Regions from separate parts of the Gossypium hirsutum genome. Here all the other regions are linked to region 1. Evidence: chromatin contacts called from public Hi-C data. All regions are on one chromosome and are shown on one strand. The core of a region is the stretch at or near the end of the contact, and the rest is flanking DNA. Distances in the headings are between cores, read along the strand shown. Region 1 holds the start of LOC107955737 (COBRA-like protein 2). Region 2 holds the start of LOC107954898 (cytochrome P450 85A-like). Region 3 holds the start of LOC107954904 (cytochrome P450 714C2).

Evidence for each region. Hi-C and Micro-C count contacts between places; a contact is called where the count stands out from the background.
Region 2: a contact with region 1 is called in a Hi-C map of leaf, with 1.9 times the contacts expected there. The contact joins the promoter of LOC107954898 here to the promoter of LOC107955737 in region 1. A contact is called at or near these places in 17 of 34 Hi-C or Micro-C datasets (callus, cotyledon, fibers and 3 more).
Region 3: a Hi-C map of leaf shows a contact between it and region 1, with 2.5 times the contacts expected there. The contact joins the promoter of LOC107954904 here to the promoter of LOC107955737 in region 1. A contact is called at or near these places in 2 of 34 Hi-C or Micro-C datasets (both in leaf).

Annotation. Positions count from the first base shown.
Region 1 is chrD07:48,090,095-48,093,928 of Gossypium_hirsutum_v2.1, forward strand. LOC107955737 (COBRA-like protein 2) reads right to left here and starts at 2,471. Exons shown (of 6, transcript XM_016891546.2): 1 at 1,691-2,471; 2 at 991-1,070; 3 at 264-720. The coding sequence starts at 1,793.
Region 2 is chrD07:47,956,708-47,960,796 of Gossypium_hirsutum_v2.1, forward strand. It overlaps LOC107954898 (cytochrome P450 85A-like), which reads right to left and starts at 2,250. Exons shown (of 9, transcript NM_001327629.1): 1 at 2,002-2,250; 2 at 1,428-1,749; 3 at 1,194-1,343; 4 at 856-1,104; 5 at 671-757; 6 at 511-589; 7 at 1-99. The coding sequence starts at 2,192.
Region 3 is chrD07:48,245,267-48,249,396 of Gossypium_hirsutum_v2.1, forward strand. It overlaps LOC107954904 (cytochrome P450 714C2), which reads left to right and starts at 2,624. Exons shown (of 5, transcript XM_016890588.2): 1 at 2,624-3,211; 2 at 3,340-3,566; 3 at 3,683-3,930; 4 at 4,000-4,130. The coding sequence starts at 2,920.

The DNA.
Region 1 (3,834 bases), core at 1,221-3,720:
TCTACATTGTGCAAAGCAATTAACAAGCCCAATTTATCAATTATTAATGCTGAATATCGATAAAATGAGCGTCCAGAAAGAAAAGCTTCATTTGCCAAGGATTTCTTTCTGCAATGAGTTGGCTATAACAAAATTTCAGCCAATGGCGTGATAGCTCAGAATGCTACTTTTACAAAGTTCAGTGATGTGAAATGTGACATGTGGCATAGCTAATAGAAAGTGAATATCTACATAACATTCAAGATCTTAATCAAGTAACTTACTCAAAGCTTGTGTGACTCTTCTTTTGTCTGCAGTAACAAATCTACTGGGTTTCACAATTTTTGCTGGACCACAAGTATAACCGGGCCCTGGTGCCTTCAAAGTGAAGTTTTTTGGAACTCTAACCGTCTTGTTTGTAGTTCCAGCTTGCCCCACACTCACCTGGAATGAGCTTCCTGCCGTAGCTGGATCTTGTACCCATGAGTTTAGCACTCCCCCTTTACAGCAATTCGCAATCTGCTGATTATAAGGTGTTCCTGGCAATAAATCCACGACTGTTGGGTCCTTCTTACAACAATGTGGAATGTTCCCTTTGAATCTTGAACAATCCCCTTGTTCAGTTGTTTGTCCTCCCATCATACTCCAAATTACCTCTTTCTTAGACCATTTCCAACCTAATGTCCACCCTGGTGCTTGGATGTGACGGTACTGCTGGAAGTTAAAGATTGTGACAACTGCCTGCTCATTACATCAAGAATTTAGTCACATTTTCGGCCAATGGGGACAAGATAGAAACCATACCTAAGCCAACAAGATACCCTTTTTTCTGCAACCCCTTGTTTTTTCATTTTCAGTGTTACAGTATTAGTTCAAAAGATATTTGAAATCACAACACAATTGTACCCCGAACCAAGCAATACGAGGTTCTGACTCTCATACTACCCCACACTAGATAGCTAAATCATCAAATTCTAACTTCTTACATATAACAGATGGAAGAACACTTACAACATAGCCATCAGCAGTCCAACTCATGATATCCCATTTGATTGTGATATTTCCATTAGGGTCCAAAGGATCATAGGCTTCTGAAAATGAGTTAAAATAAAGAGAATCATAACAAATGTATACATTTTCAATACTAATCACCCATTATGATACATTTAGAAATAAAGAAGCAAATCAATATCAGATAATCACTAGACATCAAATAGTAGAGGTCCAAAGTTCAAAAGTTCATTTTCTCACTAAACCAATAATGCATGGAAACTGTATGATAAGACATTTAAGTTTTCTTCAAGGGAAAGGAAAGTTATGATTCTAAATAAATGGAAATTACTCAAATTTCATCATTAACTGCTAATTTTTTCCTAAACCCTTCAATCTAAAGGCTACCATTTTTAATCACAGTTAGTTGAGTTTCACAACTTGCTTTGTTCATTAAGATAACAAAAGAATCAAGATTTCGATAGAAAAATCATAGCCTATTATGGAAATATAATTGACAAGTTAAATCTCAGGCAAAACCAACAAAAATCCATTAACATAAACGTAGGAAAAACGACTCAAAAGACCATAAAAGGAAGAGCTTTCGCATAATTAAAGAAAGCCCATTTTACCAACTTCGTTCAAGAATCAAAATACCATTTTAAAAAGAACCTCAAATATTCCAACTTTCCAGACAAAGAAAGAGAAAGTTTGTACAGACCTGTTGCAGTGAAACTCGAGAAAGAGAGCAAAAACAGAAGCAAGAAGCTGAAAGAGCTTAGGTTGAAGAAAGATCTAGCAATGAACAAAAAAAGATTAGCCATTTCTGTAGGATTTTAGGAGTCTTCTTTTGTTATTGACTTCGGCTCAAGATCTGTGGCAGACAGGGAAGACTCAGAGAGAAGAACGGAGATGAATAGCTTTTTCGTCCAACAGGACATGACACGAAAGTTTAAGACTTTGAGTTTAAGTAGTGGAACACTTTAATCTCACTGTAAAATGCCTTTTTTTCTTTTAAATTATAAAATTGTTTTCATTAATCATGTGATATAGAACTTTAACATCAACAATCATTAAAAAATATATAAATAATTTCATTTTCATCTTAGCAAATCACAGACTAATTTGTTTTTGTCTAATCTTGCTTATAGCATAAGGATGTCATAATTTAGTATTAATTAAACACAAATTTTAGTTTCGGAAGGAACCACCATTATTATATAAATTTAAATATAATAAAAAAAAGCAAACATTTAATCAAAAATCAAATCATAAAAAAAATATTTAAAAGAATTCGAACATCTCAAACATAAGTTAAATTTAAAAATTAAATCATTTGATTTAAATATAAATAAAAACAAATTAATTTAGACTTATCATCAACTAAATTTAATTCTCGATGTTAATTATTCTAATTTAAAATATAAATGAAGAAATTAGTTAAAAAAAAAGAAGCAAAACGCATGATAAGGTATTGAACAAAATGGCGTATGAAACACGGTGTGTGAAAGTGGGAAGAAAATGGGTTATATAGATGGATGTTTGCTTGCTTGATTAAGGAGGTTTGAAATAAAGATTGGATGATGGGTGACAGTTGTTTGTGAGTTAATAGAAAATGACAGCCCCATACAGGGGTTCTAGAGAAAGCTAAGCCAGTCGTCGGCGCCACGCAATACTTGCTAATGGTTCGTCGCCCTTCTTCTTTTAGCTATTAATATATTCCGGGTAGGACCATCAATCCTTATGAAATGAGACAGTGAGTTATTTATTATTCTTATTCTAAAATCTTTATAATTAAGGGAAAATGTAGAGAATGGTCCCTCCTTCCTTTTTTTTTAGCATATAAAATTTTAAAAAATGATATAAGAGTGAAAATATAAATTTATTCATTTCTTTTAAATAATGTTAGCCAATCGATAATAAACATTTTAAGTGATAATTTGGGAGTGTTTTCATAGATTCACTTATTTAAATATTATTTTAAAATAAAAAATATCTAAAGGAAATGAGCGTACTTGTAACATATAAATAAATCTTTAAATACGCCATTACAAATTAAAATTGAAGTTATTTAAATAATTTTATTTTTTAAACCTTTTTCCTTAACCATTTGAATGCAAATCTTAAATCAACCTGTAGTCAAAATGTAGATGAAACTCTTTTAAATACATAAATTTAATGTGAAGTATGAGCTATATTCGATCATAAATTGTAATGCTTGATTCAAGATATAGTTATCATACGTATTTTTTTTACATTTGTAATTCTTTTAAAAAATACTAAAAAATATTATATGAATTTATTCTTTTAACACCGAAAAAAATAAAAATTTATGTGATTTATTAACTCATAAAAAATTGTTAAATTTTATAATAATAAATATATAATATACTTCTAAATACAAAATAAAAACACACACAATTTTATCTTCATCTTCTTTTATTTATTTATTTATTTATTTATTTTACCTTCCCTCCCCTCTCTTTCCCTTTCTTTTCATTCCGACATCCAAGCCAACCTTCCCCGAAAGGCCAGCTGTCACGATTTTAGGGTCTAATATCTATAGTACCTAATGTGTTTACTTTTTATATATGTTATAGATTTAGGGTTTAAATTTTAAATTTTAGCATTTAGTGTTTAGAATTTCTCTTGAATAAGGTTTAAAATTTTAAGATTTAGTGTTAAGGCTTACAATTTTATGATTTTATGTTTGGGTTTACAATTTAAACCTTTTGTGTTTAATGTTTAAATTTTAAAGTTTAAGAATAAATTTATTATGCAATTATTTATAGAATTCAAATAATTAAAAGTAAAATCAGTCAATAGAATATATATATATATATATTTAAAAATATTTTCATGAAT
Region 2 (4,089 bases), core at 1,000-3,499, 130 kb before region 1:
TCCATGGATTGAAGGCTAATGGATCTGGATATAGGAATGGATCATAGTTTATTTCTCTTGTATAAACATAAATTCTCCAGCCTTTAGGAATCACATATCCTGAAAGGAAGACGAGCCATTGGTGAAAATTCAATCATTTCACAAATTATAATAAAAAAAATTTAAGAGAATGAATCTTCCAGGGAATTGCCTAGCTGGATTGGTAGGTATGCCATTGTAAATCATGATAGGGTAAGGTCCACCGAAGGAAGATGATCTCACCTCCTTTACATCTTATTTTCCATTCTTTTTATTATTGTTATAAAAAACCTTGGGATTTAAAGTTAATAAAAACTTAAACAATGTAAGTGATTTAAGGGAAACTTTTTATTTATTTATGTTTTTGGGGTTTGAAAAGAGCAGCTAACTGCAAACTAAGCTTCTTGAGGCCATAAAATTGATGTTAGAAAAGTAAGAATCAAAAAGAAATATTTCAATACCACTTTTTGAATATTTTAATGTTGAGCTCACCATTTAGCTCCATATCTTGAGTAGTTTTCCTCAAAACTCCATTAACAATTGTAGCTAATCTTGATGTCTCAAAAATCACCTGCATAGCCCACCAAATCATTGTACCTTTTTCTTTGTAAAGTTTTCTTTTTTTGAATAAAAAAATTTGCAAAGTGCTTACTGCTCTTGTAAATCTCATTGACTTAAGATCATTCCATTCAATTGGTTCATCTGCCCTTTTTCTTTCTCTGATTCCCATATGTTCTTTCTGGAGGGAAAAATAACAGTGAATCAAAACCAGAGACAAAAAAAAAATGAAACAGTGATAGTAAAGAGGTCAAAGTTGGAAGGTAAATGTGAACATACTCTTAGCTCTTCAAGAACTGTTGGATGATCATGGAGATACTTGACAGCCATCATTGATGTAGTGGAAACAGTCTCATAACCAGAATACAAGATTGTGATTATTTGGTCAATGATCTCATCATCACTTAGTTTATGTCGATTATTGTCATCATTTCTCATCAAGTACCCAAGCATGTCCTTGTGGGATTCTTCACTATCTCTTCTCTTTTCTATCAATTGTCCCAATATTTTCAAAATGTTCTGTCTTGCCTGCAACATAAACATGCTACTTGCTTGAGACTGTAAAACATGGAACTGCAATGACAAGACAATGATATATGAGTTGCTTGTCAAATTACCTGAAATCCTCGACGATAATTGGTACCAGGGAGATCAATAGGAAGTGATAAGGTGCCTAAAACCAGTTTAAAGAACTCAGGCATGAATTGTTGAGCTACTGAACTGGATTCAGCACTGGCGATTTGCTTAAGTGATGATAAAAAAGCCATCTGTAAGGAAAGCAGATTAGAAACAGAGGAAAGCATGAAAAGCTTTGAATGCGATATTAACATATACAAATACAAAAAAAAGACCTCTTTGGTCCTGTCTTGGATGTTAATGACTTGGTTGTCCCAATTAGAGAGGAAAGCTCTCATGAATTCATCGATTTTGGGCAAAAGTTGTTGTCTGATCATAGTGGGGCTAATGAGGGCAAGGAGGGCTCCTCTCATTTGCTTATGGGTGGAGCCGTGGACGGCTGCAATATTGCATTTTCCCAAGATATCAAGCATGGACTGTGGGTATCCAGGAACAAGCCCCTTGGCTTCATTCATTAGTATATATCTGTTCAGCTCTGGATCCATGGAAACAACTGTAGGACATCCTAGAATATGGGATTTGAAGAAGCTGCCATACCTGCTTTTGTAATAAACGAAACAAATTATATTAAATTACCTGAATGATTTACTGTTTGGAAGCTACATTTACAAGAAAACCCTCTTGCAACTGTTTTTAAGTGACAACAACCATGAGATGGTGAAATAAAAACATCATTTACTTCCATAAAAGGAAAAAAGAGAAAGCAAAGAGGAAGCTATTTTATCAACCAGCTTTCAAATCGAGGACAGATAAGCAAGAAATAACAAAGATTTGGGGGTTTCAAATCACCTTGCTCTTTGGTTTTTCATGAAGTTAGGGCCTTGTTTGAGAAACTCAGTGGTTTCTCCAAAGACAGGCCAACCCATAGTACCAGGGGGCAGACCTTTCTTCCTGTATCTCATCTCGTTCCATCTCAAAACTGCAGTGCACATACACAGCACCATTACAAACACCCCAAAAATCACCATTAAAACACCCATTGTTTCTCCCAAGAAGCTCTCTAAATGGTTAAAGGGGCTTCTTCCTCCTAACTCTAAACGAGCTCATGGGTATATATATATATAAACGGCCCCTACCTCAATGGTCACAAGTCATTGAAAGATAAAAAGACATAGGCCAAACCATGCAGCTCTAGGAAGGGACCCTACCCTTAAAAGACCTCAAAAGTAATCAGCAGTCCAATAAAAATTATTATATATTCTTTTACTAAGCTAACCCCTCTTAATTAACTAATTATAGATTTGAATCTTAAAACTCTTTCACACTTAACTATGATTTTTTTTAAATAAATTGCAGATTAAGACACGATTCATTCTTCAAGATTTTGAGCATGAATGCTTGTTTGATAGTCAAGGTCAGAGATACCATCATCGATACAGTAACCATATAATTTCTTTAATTTCACAGGTCAAAATAAAAATCTAACAAATATTCAGCTTTGGTTTTATTTTTTTAATTTCTCATTCAGAATAAATCAAATCAACTTTCTGCTCCAATTTTAATATATATAATAAATTTTTTAATGATGAAGAAAGGGTTTTTATAAAGAAATGATTTGGATTTTTATAAAGAAATGATTTGGATATAAGTGGTATGAAAACTAGATAAATGAAAAAAGAAACATAGTTGGGAAGTGTTTGAAGAGGCACATGCAGACCACCCTATTGGACCTAAAATTAAGTTAAAATAAAAATTAAAAAAAAATAATAAAGCACACTTCCAAAGCCCAGTCCTTCACATGTCTGTCAATGAGATCTGCTCATGGAATTACAAAATAACAAAAGAAGATGCATAATACCATATAAAAATGATCACAAATTATGTGTCAAAATTTATGTTATTAACTCTAGAATATTTTAAATATGATACAACAGGTACATGGATTGTTCATCAAGTGAATAGGGGAGCTTTGATTTCATTTCCAACAGCAAGTTTATGGCACTGTATTTCCCAGAAAACTATATTATTGTGATGTTTATCTAATGGACTTTCAATTTGATATTCATTTCCAACTCCTCCTATTTTCAAGGTTTTTTTTTTCAACAAAGATGAAACTTGAAACCGATACAATTTTCGATGAGATCACATGAACAATTAGCAACTATTATTATTATTATTATTATAAGATTTTCGGAACAAGATAAATTAATATGGGTTCTACCTCGTATTTATCAGACAGTTTGCATGCACTTATCAATGTCAATCAACGATGTTACGACGACAAACGACGAGAATGAAGACGTTGCGACATGGTGATGTGTTTCCCACAAACACTGAGTTTTTTCTCATAATTAAATTTTGCTATCTTTTCCTACTCGAACTCTAATTACTTCAGAGATATTTTAGTCGTTTTAGCCCTTTAAACTTAACCATGGGTCTTAGATCCCTGTTTCAATAAGGCAATTAAAGATGTAGTACTATAGGGCTTTTCTTTTGGGGGTGACAAGCTGTAGTAGCAGATGAGTTTTCGTGGTGATTATAGAAAGAAATTGGTACCCATTTCGAGTTTACTCAATGAGAGTTAGGGCTTTGTTTTCGAGGTTTGAGTTTGTATGTTTAGTACATTTAAGTTTATTTTCTCCATAATGTACTCTCGTTTGTTTATTTAAGTAGTGAAAAGTCGAAGCCTCCTTTGCCCGTGATTTTTATCCTCTTCGAAGGAGTTTTACACGTAAAATTTGTGTTCGATCTTTTCTATTTCGTTATACGTGTCAATATCCAACAATTATTTTAAAGTTTTGTTTGAATTTAATATTTTTAAGGTTAAAAATGTAGAGCGTGATACTAATAATTAAAATAAGAAAAATTATATGACCGACCTATTATCGTTTTTTATCTTTTAATATTTCATATATAATAGTTACAACGTTTGTAAGA
Region 3 (4,130 bases), core at 1,374-3,873, 160 kb after region 1:
AATATATATATTTTGCTAATTATTGAGTACAAATTAAAGGTTTCAGTATGCTCTAAATTCTTTTACTATTCATATATTTGGAATTTAGTTTTTATACTTTTATTTTTAGAAATTTAGTCCCTCTACTTTTTGAGTTTTAAAATGTAGATCTATTTTTTAATATTGTTAAAATTCATTTGTTAAAATTGTTGGTGTGACAACTGGAAATTAAAAAAGAAATACTCACTTGGTATTCATATAAGAAAATGACATTGTAATAGACCTAAATTGAATAGAGCATTTTAACAGTATTAACAATTCTTAAAAACTCATACCAATATTTTAATTGGAATAAAAATATTTAGACTAATTAATGATATTATAAGAGTTTGAGATATCAAATTATTTTAAAATTGAAGTGTCGAAACTATTTTTATTTTGAAAAACGAGGTTGACTTTTAAAACGAAAATGGAGTCGCCACCAATTTTTTTTCGAGGTGTGATCGGGTCACCTTGAGATTAATCAATTTAATAAAACATTTTGATTTATTAAAATAATGATTTTGGTCTACAAAATTCGAGAAAACAGGCTCAGGAGTTGGTTACGCACTAGGAAGGATTAGCACCCTCGTAACGCCCAAAAATTGGTACCTAATTGATTAATTAACGTCCTAATGTCGTAAATTTGAAAAGATTTTAAAATACGATCCTCTTTAAAAATCTGAATAAATCGAATTTGATGTTAAGAGCTCCTTGTCCCGAAGTAATAAGATGTCACATTCAGTAAGTTAGGATACGATATTTTAACCCTCAAAACTAAGCTTGTCTCATGCATTAAAGTTTAAAAAGGATATTTGGTTATTTGGATCAAAAAAATCGAAACCCAGTAAGTTAGGGCACGATTTTCTCAAAGCTCCAAACTACCAAATATTGCCTTATTTTTAAAAGTTTTCTTTTTTAAAATTGGGGAAAATTGACGCAATATTAAAACGATACGTAAAAACTTTGATAAAAAAATGGCAATATGAAAATACAAATAAACAATTTATAAAACACATAATGGCAATTATTTAAATACTAGCATCAATAATCAAAGACCAATGAATTTAAAACAAAGAGTATAAAAAAAATATAAGGCAAAATAAAATGTAAACAAATTTAAAAATAATGAATTTGAAAATGAATAATAAGGGAAAAAGAAATTTGAAATCATCAACAATATACAAATCAATAAATAAATTATATATATAAAAAAGTAGGTAATATATGTATAAGTTTGGAAGAAAGAATATATAAAAAAATAAAAATAGGTAATATATAAAGTAATAATATATAAATGAGTTTAAAAATAAATGTTGTGTAATAAGGAATTTAGAACAAGTTATACATATAACATCTTAAAAATAAATGGTATATAAAATAGATAGTATAAAAAAAATTTGCAATTGATAATAGATAGTATATGGAAAAAAGAGAGCAAATAATCAAACAATTTAAAATGAATGGTTTATAACACGAGTTTTTAAAAAATAAACAACATGTGTGACATAATATTAAAAAATAAAGTATATAATTAATGAAAGAAAATAAAAGAATGATAAGAATGATTAAATGAATGAACAATATGTAAATAAGAAAGTTGATGGATAAATAAATGAATAAAAGTAAAAGAATAATTAATGATTAAACAATTAAATGGATAAATATAAAAGGTTAAAAACAACGCTTAAGTCAGCCTAACTCTCACAATATGAAGATTCAACGAAATTCCTCCACCAAAATCTAACTCAAATGAAAGCAACTTAAAAAGAAACGAAGATGAACGAAGAACAAAATAAGAACAAGCCACAGAAAATAAGAACGCAAGAGAGAGAAATTTGAGTGAATGCTCTTAAAAATTATTATTGCTCCAAACTCAAGTGTTTTACAATGAAAGGAGAGGCCCCTATTTATAGTTGAGCCTCCCCAAATCCAACGGTACAGATCAATTACATGAACAGCTAAGATTAAGGGATTTCTACAAATTAAATCTCTAAGATTACTAAATTATATCATATCTAAGATTGCATATCCTTGAAGATTATGTTTTCATATGCGTCAAGCTTGTAGATGGACCTTCAACCTTTTCAAGTAATGGGTCATTCCAATCGGGCCAAATGATATAATTTTGGACTGGACTTAGACTTTATTTTATTATTTTGGGTATATTTTTTTTTGTGAGCCCAGGTTAAATTTACCTATTACATGAAATATAGAGCTTAAATCTTAAATTTGAATGAAATATAAGGATAAACATTAAAAATTAACTATTCTTATATAATCTATAATATTGAAAAAATAAACCACGTACAAAGCATTGATAGGACTTTAAGCTTTAAGGTCGACATTGTTTACTATGGCTCCACCTTTTTAAACCAAACTTTATCATGGGGGAGCCATTAGTCATTTAGCACTTGGTAGTGGCAGAAATAAAGGAAATAACCCCGAACTTGGTGCTCTCTTTTTTGTCTTTTATTTAAAAATGAAATAAAGTGAGTAAAGTAATTTTCCTCCCAGTTAAAAGAAAAGTTAAGTAATTTTCCAAATTCCAACAAATAATTAATATTAGTTTTTTATACACTACAAGACTTTTAGACCTTGAATCCCAATAGCTCTTAACCACTTCTTTTTTTGTGTTGTTGGCTTCAAATAATTAAGCAAAACTTCGCACCTTCACTATGGATCTTAGAAAGCTTCAAAACCATGCTGCCTTTCATGTTACTGGCCCTTAGAAAAAGGGTTTTCACACTACATTGACCACAAATACCATACATTAGAAGTCTTACATACAGTTCTTTCTTTATTCTTTTGCTACCAAACCTTCCTACTCCCTTCCTTAATTTCCCTGTATATAATTCCCTTTGCGTCTAAACAACCTCCAAAGCCATCACCACTTCCGACATGGAACTTACAGAGTATTATGTCAACATTTTTGTTTCTCTTGTGCTGCTTGCTTTCCTTGGATTGATCCTACGTTTGTATCATGAGCTGGTGGTGAAGCCAATGAAGCTCCGAGCAAGATTACTCAAGCAAGGCATCAAAGGGCCGCCTCCGAGTCTGCTAATCGGAAACATAAGAGAGATAAAGAAGGCACAATCCAGCATTGTTAAGGTTCCTAGCATGCAAAACCCTGCCACTCACAACTGCGGTGCGCTACTCTTTCCATTCCTTGAGCAATGGAGGAAACAATATGGTATGTATAATAATGTATTGCATACCTCTTAATTGTATGCGTGTCGGTGTCTATAATGAAATTTAGGAGTATTAATTTACCAAAATAGTTATCACTGATAGTGATGGAGTAATTTCATTAAATTTCAGGTAAAGTATTTGTGTTTTCTCTTGGTAACACTCAAATATTGTTCGTCAATCAACCTGATGCTGTGAAAGAGATTACTACATGCACGTCCTTAGCCTTGGGGAAGCCTTCCTATCAACAAAAGGATCGTGGTCCTTTGCTTGGTCAGGGAATTCTAACTTCAAATGGGGCAATATGGGCTTATCAGAGAAAAATTCTTGCTCCCGAATTATACATGGACAAGGTTAAGGTATAAATATATATTAACATATGATTCACTAAATATATCAAATTGATTATGATTACAGATCTACATACAGTACTAGGTGTATATAAACATTAATACAAAGATAAAACCTCTTGTAGGGAATGATGAACCTGATTGTCGAATCTACATTTACGCTAGTGGACTCTTGGAAGACCAGAATAGAGGTCGAGGGTGGACTTGCTGACATCAAAATTGACGAGTATATGCGAAGCTTCTCTGGAGATGTCATCTCAAGAGCCTGTTTCGGAAGTAATTATTGTAAAGGAGAAGAAATCTTCTTGAAGCTAAGAGCTCTACAGGAGGCCATGTCCAAGAAAGGTTTATCCACTGGCGTGCCTGGAATGAGGTGAGCATTCTTTCGCAATTTCAAAGTCATATGGAAGCAATTTGTATTAAAATTTTTGGGTTATTACAGATATCTTCCCATCAAAAGCAACAGAGAAGCTTGGGAACTTGAAAAGGAGGTACGTGATTTGATATTGCATGTGGTAAACGAGAGAAAGGGGGCAGCAACATACGAGAATGACTTACTGCAAATGGTGGTTG